Regions from separate parts of the Mus musculus genome. Here region 1 is linked to region 2. Evidence: chromatin contacts called from public HiChIP or PLAC-seq data. All regions are on one chromosome and are shown on one strand. Each heading gives the region's core, a stretch centred on a gene start, on an enhancer-like site or on the middle of the called end of the contact. The rest is flanking DNA. Distances are from core to core; before and after follow the strand shown. Region 1 holds the start of 2300009A05Rik (RIKEN cDNA 2300009A05 gene). Region 2 overlaps Smad3 (SMAD family member 3).

Region 1 (3,466 bases), core at 647-3,146, 310 kb before region 2:
CACTGTTAAATCACTATTTTATATTAAAAAACAAAGAAAGAACCAACAACAAAAAACCCTACATCTGTTGTATTTCTGAAAAGGTTTTACTTTTCTGTGTGGGAAGTGTTTTTTTTTTTTCTTCTTTTGATGTCTTAATGACCTACAGCTAAAAGATAAACCCTTAGTCATGACAGGTATCTTTAAGGAAATGTTTATTTTAACCTGTGACATTTTATATAAGGGATTCAGCCTATATAGTTTACCTATGGCTTGACCTGCTAGGGTTTCTTTTATTATTAATTTTATTTTTTTACAGTCTAGCTGTTGCCCTCCTCCTGGTCCCCCTCCCACAGTTCCTCATCCCATTTCTCCTCCTGGCCTACTAGTTTTCCTAACCTATATCTCAGTATTTGGAAAAGAATGACTCCTGCCAATTCTGAAAATAATAAAATAAACTCATTTCACAAATCTAATTTGTTAGCATTTTGGCTTTTCCCATAGTTTCATACCAACCTCAGGATTAGTTGACATACACTGTATAGAGTGGATCAAACAAGTTATGAGACACATTGGTGTATAATCTCCTTCCTGGATTTTCCAGGGGGACAATGGCTCAAAAATCCCGTAAGTGCTATTTGAGTTATTATAAGCAGAAATGCCCATGCTTTATTAAATTGAATGAACTACCAGACTATATGTAACACTAGTACGGCTACACAGAGTTTAGTGTTAATTTTGGATTGAAAAAAAAAAAAAAACTATTTGGAGGGGGAGGGTGAAGGGGATAGGGGATTTTCGGAGGGGAAACTAGGAAAGGGGATAACATTTGAAATGTAAATAAAGAAAATAATCTAATAAAAAAGTTAATAAATCCCTAGACAGCAATATTTAAAAAAAAACTATTTGGATTATACTGGTTCTGCTTCCTTGTATAGAGTTTGAGTGACTGACATCTAAGTTAATATTTTTTTTAGCAGCTATTAATAGGTCCGAAACATCTTGAGGACTTGAATTTTTCCCTAATCTATAAAATGCTGTCACATCTACAATCCGTGATATTGACTCTTCTGCCATTAGACCACAGAACACACACATCTAGCAGGAGGACCGTCAGAATTAGATTATCTTCAGGAATATAGATACTAAAGGATCTTAAAAGACAGCATCTTTTAAGTCTAGCACCTGAGAAAATATGATGTCTGGAGAGAACCTACTGCTTTTAGCAAAACACAATTGCTGAGATTTCACAGAAAGACAAAGAAACTTTAAAAGTCCGTCCAGTTTTTTGTCCTCCAAAGGCTCTTGGTGATGAGCGCGGGAATGACTCTTGCTAAGCAACTTCGGAGCCACTGTCGGGACTCACTCCTCGCTGCCCTGGGCAGGGTTCTCCCGGGTGGACAGTGGCAGGGCACGACCTCAGGGGTGCTGCAAGCAGCCCACCGGGGATGCGAAGGGCCGGCCCTGGAGAGCGAGCAGCGTGCTTGTGGGCCAGCGGCCGCCCTGGGATGGAGGAGTGCCTGGGTCAGACGAGGGCGCCGCCACTCACCCAGGTTGATGACCTTGAGCGCGGTGAAGAAGCGGTCCTGCGGGGCCAGGTCCTGCCAGGGCGCCTTGGAGCAGTGGTACTTGATGAAGGGGAAGCAGCCGGTGCGCAGGACGTGGTAGTTGGCGCCCAGCACCGGCCAATTGAAGTGCGACAGGCCGAACTGGTCGTTGTGGACCGCACTGTAGGGCACGCAGAAGGAAGTCCAGTGCGGCAGCCGCCGCTGCAGCAGGTGCTGCGTCAGCACCTCCGAGGCGCGGGGCTTCGGGCGGGAGGCGGCGCCCGAGGCCCAGGGCCGGCACAGCAGCAGCCGCAGCGTAGCCTCGTGGGCCCTCCGCAGGGCCTCCATGGCCGGGGCACGCCGGGGAGCCGGCCCTGGGCCCCTGGGGCCGGGCCTCTGGGGGCGGGGTCAGGCGAGTGTGCGCATGCGTGTTCCCCTCACCACCCTAGGCCAGGGCGGGGGACACCCAGCGGGCAGCGCGCGGGTGAGAGCGCCTTGAGGTGCGGCGCGTGCGCACAGGACGGGACGGGAGGGCGGAGCGACTGCGCAGATCAGGAAAATTGTCACCTCTGGCCTCAGGTAACCTCGGAGCAGGGAGACAATGTTAAAACAATCCTCCACAGCGACAAACCCGGTCTGGCTGTCAGGCGCTGGGCTCCAGGGAAATCCTCAGGGATGCTGAGGTGCTTGAGGTGTGCACAGGAAAGTGAGCTGACACCAAGGCCTGGCCTTTGCCCGGGCTGGACGCTTGGTGACCTCAGACTGCACGTATGTGCAGATGTCCTCACAGTCGTGTTCACTGTCCAGACTGAATCCTACCTAGATAGTGCAAGATAGGGTCCCAAGCCAGATGTGGCGCTTGCCTGGAATCACAGCCCTGAAAAGGCTGAGATGTGAGGATGGGGAGGTGGAGGCCAGCCTGGGCTACATAGAAGAGCAAGTCTCAACTGCCTCCCTGTCCCCGCACCACCACCCCCAAAACCCGAAAAGCAGTCCTATGTTTTCTCATTTAGTGCCCTAAAGCTCAGAAAAACTTCCCTCCTGAGAACACAGTAAATACTAGGACCGGAATTGGCAGTCACCAACCTTTAACAATCTCAGTTACCCATGAAAGTGTAAGGGAAGCATTTCTCAGACTTTCTGCTAGCATACAACCTCATGTCTAAAGTATCATTACTCTTATATGTCCTCAATTTTTGTGGGGAGAATGAGTAAATAGGATGAGGTTTCTGGAAAGTACCATATGCAAATGAAGTAATTCTCTGTGTTGGAACTATATAACAATTATTTGCTGAAAATTCAAGAAGGATGTAGAATAGTGTGATGTTTAAAGAAGATTTGTTTATTTTGTGTATACAAGTGCTCCATTTTCATGCACACCAGAAGAGGAAATCAGATCCCATTACAGATGGTTGTGAGTCACCATGTGGTAGCTGGGAATTGAACTCAGGTCCTCTGGAAGGGCAGCCAATGCTCTTAACCACTGAGCCATCTCTCCAGCAACATTTTTGTTTTTATAGTCACCAGTTTTGGGTTAGTCAACATTGAGTTCATTCCACAAATATGTTAAATATTTAGGGGGGTTTTGCAGTCATGCAAATAGTTTGAACTTTATAAGATTCTCTATTAGATATCGATTTTTAAAGAAAGATTAGGTGAAGTCATGATATATTTGATATGCAGAATAGCTAGGAGGACTATTGAAGGGAGGTAGGGAGCTGCAGCAGAACTGTCATTTTCAAAGTAAAGTTTTAAAAGCAATGGAGCCCTTTTTCAGACAAAATCTGTCACAGAATTCTAACATATAAAGAAAATTATAAACACAATGTGTTTATTTCTAAACATTTATAAAATTAATTTTTTAATAGTAGTTTCATAGGTAAAGTGGCACCACAACAGAATCACAGCTAGTTTGTTGCCTTGGTTTTGCTGTTCTTGAG
Region 2 (3,403 bases), core at 244-2,743:
TGTGTGTGTTTTAGAAAGGCTATTAGCTGTTGGAGGCCTTCCCTCAGTGGCAGCTGGGTGGCTGACAGCTTTTTGTGTCATTTCATTCACTAATGTTCTCAGCATAGATAAGAGCCTTTGGCCGGCCTCATTGTGGAGACTGAACTCAAGCCCTTATCCTGGGCCTTCACCAATGAAGCAATCTCCCAGCCTAGGGAAATAGATTGTCTGCCCATCTGTTTGTCTGTTTCAGAGACGATCAATCCTCTGTTCCTTGGGCTCAGGATAAAGTGAATGTTTTCCCTGCAGAGATCAACAAGTCTTGAGGCACCTGGCACCCTGGCACTCACTGATCCTGGCTTCATTCATTCATAGGACACGGCCTTTAAACAAAAAAGGTGAGAGCCTAACCAGCACTTCAGCTGTACCTGCAGTACACCTAAAAGCTGGGACAGGGGAGCACACATTCCTCTTTCCCAGGCTTGCTGGACACCAGAGGACATTCCTATCATACCTGTTCTCACGAGTGGTGGGACCTGCTAAGAGTCTGTCCACTCTAGCAGTCCAAGAGTCACCGCAGAAACATACTTAGCCCCATTCTTTAGGGACCTTCAATGTAAGTCCAACCTAATCACCCCAACTTTGGGATTCAGGGGCTAAGCACCTGCTGTGCACCAGATGTGGTGCCAGGACAGGACTGCTGGAATGGGGGAGGGGTGACGGCAGCACTGTCACACAGTTGCCCTGTGATGGGCCTTACAATATGCCAGGAGTGGGGGCTGATCTCTGAAACACATGATTTGGTCCTCAAAACCAATTCATGGGATTTGTCACCTGATTCAGGAATGAAAAAAAAAAAAAAAGATTTGTAGAATGCCAATGTCACAGCTGGCAGTCTTATGGCTTCCTCTTCACAGGGCAGGGTCTGGACAGAGAGCTACCCAACCCCCAAAGCCCTGTTCCCTCCCCAAAACTATCCTGACAGATCCTGGCTTAAAATCGAAGCTAGGAGCTACTCTCTCCATCCACTTACTTCTCTGGGGCTTAGTATTTTTCATCCCAGAACAGCAGATATTTAAGGAGACTTCCTCTGGTTTAGTCATAGATGTTTTAGGGAGACCTAAGGAAATCAGACGTCTTTCTGGTGACCTTAGAAGCTGAATGGACAAGGGCCTGCTGTCCTGCCTCCTTCGTGAATGCTCTCATCAGCATAAGAGAGCCTGAGTATAGCTGCCCCTGACTGAGCAGAGCTGCCCCTGTTCCAGCTCTCCCTCCCCACATACTCTCCCTCCTGCCCCTCTACAGCCCTTCACAGTTTCCAGGAGCTGCCCATCCAGGGCAAGGCAGGGACAAAAGAGAGCAGGGGACTAAAGTGTCCTCAGAGATGATAGGCAGGCTGGTGACTGGGGCCGGAAGTGCCAAGGGCCCTTGCTGGCAGCCAGCCTGCATCACAGGCTGACAGGAAACAGGAGAAGACAGCACTGAGGCCGCGTGGAAATCCCCACCGGGCTCCACGCCGGGGTTGTGACTCAGAGTCCTAGGCAGCCGGAGAGCTACCCTCCCACCCCAGCCCCCCAGGCAGGGTGGAGAAGAGGCCACAGGAAATAGGTCACTGTATCTGTGCACAAAGATGCAGGGGCCTGGCATCCACCAAGCTACAGATGCCAAGATGTGGGGCACTGACGAAGGGCATGGATTCAGGGACCCTGGGTCCCCCTGCAATCCTGAGACGTTCCTTTCTAAAGGGAGAGCTTCAGCAGCCGCCGCAGAGACCCACCCCTCTTTTAAAACCTGCTCTTCAGAGACTCAAGGAGTCCGTGAAGGATGGATCCTACCATCTACCCAGAGGCCAGACAACTCCACTCCACAGAGCTCAGCCCTCTCATTCCCCAGGATGGGCTAGCTGGCTCTTCAGGAGATCCCCCAAGAGACTGCCCAATGCAGTCACCATCCTAAGCAGGGACCTCTACCAGGTCTACCCTTCAGTCACAATGGCCGTGTGTTACAGAGGTCACATCTTTTGCTTCCAAAAAGGAAACAAACAGGATTCAAAAATAGAAACACTTTTTTGTTTAAAGGCCGTGTCCTATGAATGTTATGAGACTCAATGTCAAGGCAGGGGCTTGAGATACAAGAAATTCATCCCTTCTCCGATCCCCTCTGACACCCTAGGGAGCTCCAGGCCCTGGAAAGTGCCCAGTTCCTGACTGTGACATTGACATGATCAATTTCTTTGTCTTTATTTTTCTTCAAGATAGGGTCTCACTACACAGCCCTAGCCGGCCTAGAACTCACTGTGTACACCAAGCTAGCCTTAAACTCACAGAGATCCATCCACCTGCCTCTGCCTCTATCTCTGCCTCCGAAGCGCTTAGAAGAGACACATGTACCATCACACCTATAAAAATAAAACTAAAAGCTCAATATTGGACTGACAAGGTGGCTCAGTGGGTAAGGACACTTGCCCTGACTGTCGTCACCCAGTGGCCTCTAAGTAACGACATTCTTCTGGGTACCCTATGACATCAGCACCATTGCTCTGTCTCTCTGGCCAACCCGGAACTACTTCCACTCTGTCCTCCTGGACCTGACCTCAATCCCCCAAGACTCACAGTGTCTCCCTCATCTTTGACCTCTCCAGGAACTCTACATACATCCACCCAGCACCAGTCCAAGCTCCAAGTGATGGGTGCTGCACACACCTCTGCTGTGCCATGCACATCAGCAGGTATTGCACATGCCTGCACTGAGCCTTGCATATCAGTGCTGGCCTCAGAGAACACAGTAGTGAACTAGAGATAGGCCAGAGCTAACCTGGCAGGAGCCCCGGAGGTACTGCAACACTGGCAACAGGGCTGTGACATAAAGCCTGGCTCATGATGGCAGCACCCAGGCAGTAGGATGCTTGTGACTTTAAGACGATGTGTGCGGTACCCACACATGCAAAGCTGAGAGATCAAAATCTCAGCCAGATGTTGTCTTATTAGTTTGCTCTGAGATGGGGGTCTTATGTACAGAGATGAAGAGGCCCTGGAACCTGGAGACCTCTCACATGTGGTCAAGCTGGCTCTACACCTGGCAGCCAGCTGTTTCACAGCTGTATACCACACCCCACACCAGCTGCCTAGTGAAATGCAACTTGTCTGACCGGAACTCTGTTTGGTGCTTTTTGTGATTGTATTTGATTTCTTTTTCCACCCAAATCTTAGGTGAGCACACCGTGGGTAAGGGCTTGAGTCTGTTAATCCTAGATCTGCATGTCCTCATCATGGGCACTGCTTTGTTGGCAAACACCAAACCCAGAATGGCCATTTCTCAGCCAAAGGTACCTAGAGCCCTTATCTGACGGCGGTAGCGTGTACTGTGGTGAGAAATGACTCCACATGGGCTACACCCCACTGCCATGACCACAGCTGCTAGTGTA

What was found. HiChIP or PLAC-seq counts read pairs in DNA pulled down with a chosen protein or histone mark.
Region 1: a contact with region 2 is called in an HNF4G HiChIP or PLAC-seq map of pancreatic cancer cells. The contact joins the promoter of 2300009A05Rik here to the enhancer-like site in region 2. A contact is called at or near these places in 1 of 15 datasets of contacts at CTCF or cohesin (the NIH/3T3 cell line), 1 of 484 Hi-C or Micro-C datasets (the HL-1 cell line), 1 of 115 datasets of contacts at active chromatin or transcription factors (pancreatic cancer cells) and 2 of 9 other capture datasets (adipose tissue and pancreatic islet).

Annotation. Positions count from the first base shown.
Region 1 is chr9:63,397,348-63,400,813 of GRCm38.p6, forward strand. 2300009A05Rik (RIKEN cDNA 2300009A05 gene) reads right to left here and starts at 1,897. Exons shown (of 2, transcript NM_027090.1): 1 at 1,529-1,897. The coding sequence starts at 1,874. It overlaps Gm16759 (a long non-coding RNA gene), which reads left to right and starts at 1,970. Exons shown (of 5, transcript XR_003948339.1): 1 at 1,970-2,105.
Region 2 is chr9:63,705,083-63,708,485 of GRCm38.p6, forward strand. All of the region lies in intron 1 of Smad3 (SMAD family member 3), which reads right to left. Among named protein-coding and RNA genes, the nearest start is that of Gm51710, 25 kb to the right of the region's middle. Within about 2 kb of position 1,494, at least 219 of the 459 cell types and tissues checked have an H3K27ac peak or open chromatin away from gene starts, as enhancers often do. A contact at or near this core is called in the HL-1 cell line, the NIH/3T3 cell line, adipose tissue and 1 more, where this site is marked.